Linked DNA regions of Mus musculus: region 2 is linked to region 1. The links are chromatin contacts, called in public Hi-C maps. All regions are on one chromosome and are shown on one strand. Each heading gives the region's core, a stretch centred on a gene start, on an enhancer-like site or on the middle of the called end of the contact. The rest is flanking DNA. Distances are from core to core; before and after follow the strand shown. Region 1 overlaps Adra1a (adrenergic receptor, alpha 1a). Region 2 overlaps Dpysl2 (dihydropyrimidinase-like 2).

Region 1 (4,837 bases), core at 1,009-3,508:
GTCAAGTGAGGTTTTATCTGTGTAGCCTTGGCTGTGCTGGAACAAACTCTGTAGACCAGGCTGGCCTCAAACTCACAGGTAACCACCTGCCTCTGCCTCCTGAGGGCTGGGATTAAAGTCATGTGCCACCACCCCCTGGGCCAAATTTGCAAACTATAAGCTAAGCAAAAGGAGGAGAATTATCTGGAATCACAGGGGAGCCAGGAGGACCTCGATGCCCTGGCCAGCAGAGCTCAGTGGTGCTGTCAATGTCAACTGCATAAAATAAATCTATTAATTATCTTGGTGTGTTTTTTTATTGGAGACTGGAAATCATCAGAGCACCATGAGGTAGCTACCTATAATTCCTTTCCCCAAATCTTGGAAGTTAAATGTACTTTGGAATTTAGATTTTTATAAAGTTAAGGAGTTACAGGCTATATATTGTGTAATATTTCTAGTGTATATGTGCTCAAATAAAATATGACCACTTGTGAAGCATATTTTATGAGTTTTAAATATACAAATAGGTTCATGAGTTCAGACTGGATTCCCCACCAAGCAATTTCTCATCAGGCTAGGTTATGGCTCCTATTGTTATTTTAATTATGTTTATATATGAGGTGCCTCTTGATAACTTACTATGTATAGACACGGAGTAATCATATCAGGAAAGTCAGCATCTTCATCTCTTGGAACATTCAAAAATAATTTATCAGCACTACAACTTATGAATAATGTTGAACTTTCTGTCTTGGTAGGTTTTGAAATTGGACATTCCAAAGAGAATAGGTTTCCATACTACATTACACAATTTTCTATAAGAGATAATTATCTTGAAAGTGTCCATTTAGCATCCAGAGATGGAAAAAAATAGTAGGTAGCAATTTCAAAACATCCCACAAAGCTACCATAGTCCAAACAGCGCGTTGTTAGTGTAGAGATAACATATCTATGGACTATGCAATGGATTCCACATAGGAGACAGCTGAGGCAGTACAGGGCCTGATAAACATGCAGGAGGACCTGAGTTCTGATCTCAGGCACTGACAGTAACAACAAGGGAAAGACAGCTGAGAGTAGGGCCTCAAGCCAGCACATGGCGCTAGCCAGGCAGAGGAAGACGCAGCCCTGAGGCTGGTCTCCAGCTGACCTAAGCAAAGCATTGAGCTGTGAGTTTAGTGAGAATATGAGCATAACTGTGGAGAGCAATGGACAACACAGATGAAGTCACCTTTAGGACTCTGTCTACATATTAACATTGTGTTCATGTGCTACACCATTCATGTGGGGGGGCAGGGGATGGGAGAGCAGGGTGAGGGGCAGGGGATGGGAGAGCAGGGTGGAGGGCAGGGCATGGGAGAGCAGTCATTTCAATGATGGTATTGTAATAACTGGATTTCTCCACACTGAAGAGTGAGGTGGAACCTCACCTCACCTCAAGTACAAAAATTAATTTACAGCCTATCAACAAACTGACTGTAAGAACTGAGGCCATGAAATTCTTAGATGTGAACATAGAAATAAATCTTCCGAATCTTAGATTAGGCAGTGGTTTCTATACAGGGCAAGCCAACACAAACAACCAAAGAAGAGACAGATAAACTGCACTGTATAAAGTTAAAGACAGGGTGGTGGTGCACCCTGCACTCAGGAGGCAGCACTCAGGAGACAGAGGCAGACAAGTCTCTGAGTTCAAGGCCAGTCTGGTCTACAGAGTGAGTACCAGGACAGTCAGGGCTACACAGAGAAACCCTGTCACATAAAAATAGGGGAAAAAAAATTAAAGATAGATGTGCATCAAAGGACATTATGAAGACAATGGTACCTTGTGATACTGTGCCTGACATTTCAGCGGTACGTCTGCTGAGGACGAACCATGGTGAATCTGAGATTGAAAGAGGTTAAATATAGAAACTACAAAAAGAGGAAGAAGGAATAGCAACAAGAAGGCAAAGGGATGAAGGAGGGAAAGAGCAACCTTAGAATAAAAACATCTGTGAATTCACAAAACTGATAAAGATCTAGTCTCGGGCACAAATAACTCTGAAACCTCAGCAAGGAGCGGCAAACAACCCAACTTAAAGTGGGCAAGTGACTCAAGCAGGTAGACACGACTCCAGAGCTGATAGACAAAGGCACCATGAGCGTAGAGGAAGCCTGGGACATCATGAATCATGAGGAAATGCAGCGCATCTGAGTACCACTGCACACAGTGTCCACGGCTGTAACCATCAGTCAAGAGAAGAAGTGGTGGCTGTGTTAGGAAGAGTGGGGCCTTGTGCGTCGCGTCGGGTGGCCGCAGAAACTGGGGCAGCTGCTGTGGGAAACTGTTTGGCAGACCCTCTGCAAACTAAACATAGAAGTCTCAGATGATTCAGCAATTCCACTTCTGATTATGGATCCAAATGGACTGCGGCAGACATTCAAAGGCTGGTACATGAATATTCATCTTGGCAAATACTCAAAACTGGCTCGAGGGTAGAAAGCATTTGACTGCCCAGCAGTGGATGGGCAGCTCAGCCAGATACTGTATATCCACACACACAAAATGAAATGTTAGCCTGTCATGAAGGACAAGTATCACAGCATGGGTGACTTTTAGAAGAGCAGGTTATGGGAGGACATATGGAAGGCCACACATTGTGTGATTCCTTATGGACGCAGTCCTAAGGACAGGGCAATCATACCGATGAAGGAGGATGGATGGCTGCCAGGAGCAAGAGAGGAATCATTGCTAATGGATACAGTTTCATGTGGCGGAGATGGAGAAGAGCTCGTTAGTGGTGGCGGCTGCATAGCACTGTCAGCCTTTTCTCAAGAGCTGCTGAACTGACACTTTCAAGTGGTTAAAACAGCAAATCGTATGTCATGTGAATGGTCACAATTAAAAACACACACACACATACACACATATACACACACATACACACACATACATACACACACACATACATACACACACACACATACACACATACACACACACATACACACATGCACACATACACACACACATACACACATACACACACATACACACACACATACACACATACACACATACACATACACACACATACACATACACACATACACACACACATACACACACACAGATATACACACACATACATACACACATACACACACACACAGACACACAAACATACACACACACAAACATACACACACACAAACATACACACACACACACACACACACACATACACATACACACACACACACACACACACACACACACACACACACAATGGAAAGACTTTTTGAGAACCTTCAGGAATCTGGGGATTAAAAAATAATAATTATTTAAGATGTGGGAAGCCCAGTAGGCTATGGTGGCACATGTCCATCATCTTAGCATTTAGGAGATGGAAACAGGAGGATCAGTAGTTCAAGGTTGTTGTCCTTCACTCCATAAGGAGGTTGAAGCCAGCCTGGGATGCATGAAACAGGGCTCAGTGTTGTTGTTGTTCTTTTTTTTCTCTTTCTAAGATTGCCTATTAGTAATCGGCCAGTGTTAGTGAGATCACGAGAAAAGACAAGCCAACGCCATTGTAGACTACAGGGTACGGCTAAATCATTTCTCATAATGAGGGGTGTGTCTACACGGTCAGTTTGTGAACAGCAGCTTTCTAACTTGCAACTAGATGCCTGGCAATAAGCTAAATGTGAATAGCACGTTTAAAAAAAAAAAAAAGCAGGAGCATGCAAACTGTTCCCTTCTCAAACCCTTTTTGGGCAAAGGCTACTGCTCTGCGGGCATTCCAGAATAACGACAGCCCATGAGCCCAGGTCAGCTTCGCCTCCTTCCCTCTGGAGAAGGCAGGCAACTCTCCTTGTAACAGTCCTCTCAGCGCCATGTACTGAGTCTGGAATTTGACACCCCTGGCAAAGAGCAACCTGCGTTCTGATCTTCAGGACTGCCAGCAGGAAGGGGGTGGGGCAGGTGTTGCTTTAGGGCTCAGGACTCAGGGTTTCCAGTCGGCTTTTACCAGCAAGACACCCCTGACATCCAGTTTATATCTTGGATGTAGTTTGCATAGAATTCTGAAACTTGGTTTGAAAGCCACCAGCCTAACGCATCCCCCTTGTCCCTTGGATAAACAGGCAGAGTCCAGAAGATGGGCAGTGTCCTGTGGGTGAGAGCCTCAGGCTTGGGCTGGGGAATGATGGCCTTTGGTCTCTCAGAAGGCAGCCACACAGGGCCAGCAAGAAGCCACCGATGCCCAGTCGGGCCTCAGTTTCCCCGATTTCCACCAGTGTTGTAGCTTCTATCCTGAAGTCCAAGAATTGAACTAATTCCTTAAGTGCCATCCACACACCAGTGGCACGGAAGAACACTTGTTCCCCACTGGTATGTTGAAGCTCCAGTCTTCATTGTGGAGGGGTCTGAGCAGGTGGGAAGTAGTTAGATTTCAAAGAAGTCATGAGGGTGGAGACTCATGAGGGACAATGGTGTCCTTGTGAGTAGAAGGGGGTCTATGTTTCCTTTTGCCATGTGAAGATGCAGAGAAGGTGACTGAGTCTGGAAACTGATCACATCTCCCCCCCTGACAAGGCGTCATCAGCCTCAGAGCTATGAGGAGGAAATGATGCTATTGAAGCCGCTAATCTGTGTTGCTCTGTGATAGCAGCCCCAGGCTGACAACCACAGCTTTCTCTCTCGATACATAGAAGTATCCACAAGCAACTCAGGAGCAGTGGGAGTTCACCAGCCCTTGGAGCATTTGACAAGCTAGATAATGGCTAAGGGTAAAAATGAGAGAAATGAATCATCAACATAAATCTACTAAACATGCAATCTATGGAGCCTGTGAATTGTTGATCATGTATT
Region 2 (4,837 bases), core at 1,673-4,172, 220 kb before region 1:
CTAAGGTTGACCAGTTGCTCACTCTATGATAGACCTCTTTCAACGGAGCAGGGGAAGAAGCCAGTTGACATGGCTTGAGAAGCTAATAGGAATAGACTCCACCTTGCTAGAGTAGGGCCAAGAACAAAGGGCAACGACAGGGCAATCACTGCTGAGGACGCAGAGCCCAGGCTGGTGAGAGGGCTGGAGCATGTCCCCAAGTTCAAGGAAATAAAAAGTAGCGAGGAAGAGGCTGCGATCTAGAAGGGAGAAGGAATGGGAGCAAATACAAATTCTGGAATAATCCTCAGTTGAACAACCTCTTCCTACCTGATTGGAGGGGAGACGAGAACTCTGCTCTGGAGTGATACTCATCTGTAATCCCAGCACTCGAGTGGCCAAGGCAGAAGGACCAAGAGTTCAAGGCAAGCTGAGCTCTAATGGTGAAATCCCGTCTCTAAAAGGCCAAATGGGGGCAAGGGAGAAAGAGTAGGTACATGTGATTCCATCCCAGGAACTTGGTACTCTCCAGGCCATATTACTTTCTTGCTGAGCACTGGCCTTGTTAGGTAGTGAATTCCCCAAGGCCAAGCCTCAGCATGAGCCACAAAGATGGTCAAGTTCTGTTAGCTCTTGAGAGATGGGGGCAGGGTGACAGAATCAAGGACATCTATCAGGCCGAGGAACAGAAGGGTGCTGTGCAAACGTTGGACCATGAAGTTCACCTGGGAAAGAAGAAGGGATTCTTTCACTCTTGGTGACAGAGTGAGGAAACAAGGGCTCAGACAGCTTTGAGAATGGTCAGTCCAAGTCACTGAGGCCATGAGAATGAAGGCAGGAGGGGCTGGAAGGAGAAGGCCTTCAGGAAGAAGGGGAGGAGACAGAATGTGTATGTACGGATTTCATATGGATTTAAAGATCTCGACATTGTGATTGCCTTAGTTAGGGTTTTACTGCTCTGAACAGACACCATGACCAAGGTAACTCTTACATTTCATTAGGACTGGCTTACAGGTTCAGAGCTTCAGTCCATTATCATCAAGGCAGGAACATGGCAGCATCCAAGCAGGCATGGTGCAGGCAGAGCTGAGAGTTCTACATATTCACCTGAAGGCTGCTAGTGGAATACTGGCTTCTAGGCAGCTAGGATGAGGGTCTTAAAGCCCACGTTCACAGTGACACAGCCACTCGAGCAGGGCTACACCTTCTAATAGTGCCACTCCCTGGGAGGAGCATAACAAACCGTCACAGTGATAGCAGTCAGTGTAGCCAGAATTTTGCTGCTATAACAAGCAGACCTCAGGTTTTATGACTTTAGCATAGGAGTGATTGGTACATGCTTCAGGTGGGTACTTACATGAAAATCAGTTTAATTTGGGTGAAATAAACCTAAAAAAAAAAAAAAACTCAATCACTCTAGCCATGTCATAGGGCTCCCCAGCCACATGGGGTGAGAGGTGACTTGGTTGGGGGCACAGCAGGTGCAGCATGTCTCCCTTGCTGCAAGATCTCTGTTGGCAAAGTGTCGCTCCCTGATTAGAAAGGGAGTGGGAGACAGACTCTCACTCCAGGAGAGGTTTGCTCTCAGACATGGACACACTCTGTCAGGGTTGCTTTATGAAGTGTTGCTGTGGGGCCAGTTTGCTAAGACTGAAGGTCAGAGGCAACAACTCCTGCAGTGGCTCTGCTGTCTTGCATGCAAACGTAGGCCAGACTCTGGTAATTCTGTAATTCTGATGAATAGTGAAGATTTAAGAATGTTGGGCCAGTGGGGGATTTCGCCATCTGTTTTTGTCCATTGTGCCCTGAATGTATTGATAGATATACTCACTGTGCATCTAGACCTCCACAGGCCTATGAGGTGAACGTTATCCTTCCAGTGGGGAGAAACACTAAGCACTGTTTCATTTAAACGTTGGTATCCATCTGTGCTGGTTCTCATGACCGGAAGTCCAAGGCTGCCCGGAGAAACTGGTTTTAGTTGGGGGCAGGGAGAAATAAGACAAGAAAGGGATGGATTTGGGGGATAAGGGAAAGTGTTTTGGAGTGGGGGGTCAAGGATAGAAATCAGTGAAGACAGAGATGTCAGGTAGATCAGCCAAACCTTGCTCCCATACAAGGCAGAGCCTGAGTTCTCCAAATCAAGTGCTTTATCATGAAGACAACAGGCTTGCTGAACTAAGGGGTTCTTGGATTTGAATATTTCTCTTGCTCCAGCAAGAAGCTGTGCTTTATTTGAGGCCTCTTTGGGCTTCACTTTCTCCATCTATATGATAGGATGGGAAGCCCTGGTAGGGCTTGGGGAAAGATGAAAGATTTGTATTGTTTTTTTTTTTTTTTTTTTTGGTATTGAATTTGAACTTTGTTGGGGGTCAAATTCAGGACGTTGCATTTTGGGAGCCAACTCTCCCACTGAGCCAGACCTGCACATGGATTATGTGTTCAAGGTCTCAGCACCATGACTGACGGTGTCAGTCTGTTCTCCATAGATGCTGGTTCCTACCTTATTAGCTGCACAGTGACATTGCATCCGATTGGATTGATATTGAAAGCCAGAGAAGCGGAAAGCTAGCAGTGATGTTTAGCCCTCTTTTGTAGAATGAAAGAGCAGGCCACACTGCACTTTGGAGAGGAGAGGAAGTTCTCAGTAGGGGTGAAAGCTTCCTGCTAGCTCAGTTTCTTGGTTTCCACTTTCAGAAATAGAAGGTTTGGTCCTGTGGCTCAGTGCACAGAGGAAAATAATCTTGCTGAACTCAGCTGTGGAAGATTCAGGCCCTGAGGGTGGAGGCAGGGTCAGATAATTGGTGGGCAGACTGGCTCATATCACTGGGACTTAAAAGCCCTCTCCCAGTGTGAAACCCCAATGCTCCAGGATAAAGGAGTGAACTATGTGCATACTCTTCATTGGCCACCAGGGGGAAGACCTGAGACAGGAAGGCCAGCTAGGTCTGGGTGTCTCCATCAGGGACAGAGACCTCAAGGACATTCTGTATTCACACATACCAGGGTGCAGTGTGTGTAATCCTGAGATCCTTTGGGTGGTGTCTGTGCCAACTGGAGGCTGGAAGAGAAAGCTCGATTCTGTTTGCTTCTGTGGAATACCCTGATTTCCTTTGTGTCCCAATACCCGTCTTGGCCTCATGTAGTCAGGGGATCTTCAGGACCCTTTCAGAGCCCAAAGGGGGCGGGTAGTTCATATGGCCCAGTTCTGGTAAAAGTAGTCTATGACTGTTCTGATGATCCTCACTGAGCCACACCCAAAAGATGCACCCATGGAAGGTGGTAGCTGGTCTGGTCTCATGTATGTCTGCTTAGCTGTCCTTTGGCAATCTGGGCCCTTTGGGGTTTCATAGTCAGAAAAGCAGTCATCCTTGCCTGCACCCATCTGCAGCCCAGCACCCTGGTCAGAGCCTTTTGGTTTTGGCAACCCAGGATCCCTGCTCCTTCTCTTGGCCGCTGTGTCATCCTAACCTCTGCAGACCACATCGGACGGAGGCTGCAGCTCTGGGTAACTGGCCGCAATGGCTCAGGGGGGTGTTGCGGTTTTCTTCTTGGCCACATCTAGATTCCGATCTTCCCGTCAGCATTTTGTTTCCGAGTGTCCCTTCCCTGTGATATTCTCAATGTTGGGCTTCCGCAGCGCCTCAGAAGCAGAAATGGTCACTTCAGCTTTCCACATGGAAGGAAAATGAAACTAAGAACCTTGGAGGGCTGGGTCTGGACAGATACTGTATTGGGCAAACTACTGAGGAACTGAGAGCAGCTAGCTAGTCACCCTGGAGCATCAGATTGACAGCCTTCAGCTCACCACCCCACTTCCTGGCATAAGCACCTTATAAAGCCAGGGTGGGTGTTATCTCTACTCCATTCATCTCCACAAGCCATCTTTTCAAAACATAAAGCTCTCCTGCTGCACTCTTTACAAGGGTGAGCTGTCAGCAAGACTCTGTCACAAGTTCTTAGCACTGTGAGTACAAAGAAAGAAAGAAAGAAAGAAAGAAAGAAAGAAAGAAAGAAAGAAAGAAAGAAAGAAAGAAAAGAGATCTACCCTCCCGCCAGGCTCGGGGCTGAGTTGCACCACACAGTATAGGAGGCACATAGGACAAAGGTATGGATTAGGGAGGAAGGATGAAGAATGATGGAGAGGAAGGAACAACTTCAGAGGATGAGGGCGTGCCTACACAAGAGATGCTTGCCCAGCAAGCACAAGGCCCTGAGTTAGAGCCTTTCTCTGTCCAATCTACTCAAAATATAACTTTAGAAAATATAGTCATGGGGATATTTTCCTAGGGGCTCCTTGTATGATTCTGAGGTTCATTTCAAGATTAATGAGGCTCCTAGCAGTTAGGAGAAACAACATAAACTGTAGGCAGCTTTGTTCCTTGTCCCCTCTTCTCACAAGAACAAGCTTTGCGAACAAAATTCCACTGAAGTTCCAAGGACCAGGGGGTGGGGGTAGGGAGCTGTGTGGCTGGAACCAAGACCCACCACAGTGACTGTGCCCAAAATAAACTGAGTCTGGTGTGGTTTTTGGCATGGTGGTGATGTGGAAAAGCCTTTTGTTTTTTTCCCCGTAACAACGAAGCGACAAAGCCTATTTATTTATGTACCAATCATTAACACGTACTATGAGATCAGGCTGCATGCTGCACAGCATCTATTTTATCTGAACAAAACAAAACAAAACACAAAAAAAATCCCAACCAAACAAAAACCAGAAGTGAAAGGAAAGAAAGCACAATGTGCTTTTCTACTTCTTTATTTTGAGATACGGTCATGGAAAGCTGGACAGACCAGCAGTGAATCTTGTGTTTCTCCTGCCTCGGCGTCCTGAGTAGCTGCAGGTACAAGCCTATGC

Evidence for each region. A called contact is a pair of places that touch in the nucleus more often than the background predicts.
Region 2: a contact with region 1 is called in a Hi-C map of cerebral cortex, with 1.7 times the contacts expected there. The contact joins two enhancer-like sites. A contact is called at or near these places in 2 of 484 Hi-C or Micro-C datasets (cerebral cortex and uterus).

What each region holds. Positions count from the first base shown.
Region 1 is chr14:66,649,587-66,654,423 of GRCm38.p6, reverse strand. The region is part of intron 2 of Adra1a (adrenergic receptor, alpha 1a); the gene reads right to left. Among named protein-coding and RNA genes, the nearest start is that of Adra1a, 17 kb to the right of the region's middle. Within about 2 kb of position 2,258, at least 38 of the 459 cell types and tissues checked have an H3K27ac peak or open chromatin away from gene starts, as enhancers often do. A contact at or near this core is called in cerebral cortex, where this site is marked.
Region 2 is chr14:66,871,611-66,876,447 of GRCm38.p6, reverse strand. The region is part of intron 1 of Dpysl2 (dihydropyrimidinase-like 2); the gene reads left to right. Among named protein-coding and RNA genes, the nearest start is that of Gm5464, 5.2 kb to the right of the region's middle. Within about 2 kb of position 2,922, at least 55 of the 459 cell types and tissues checked have an H3K27ac peak or open chromatin away from gene starts, as enhancers often do. A contact at or near this core is called in cerebral cortex, where this site is marked.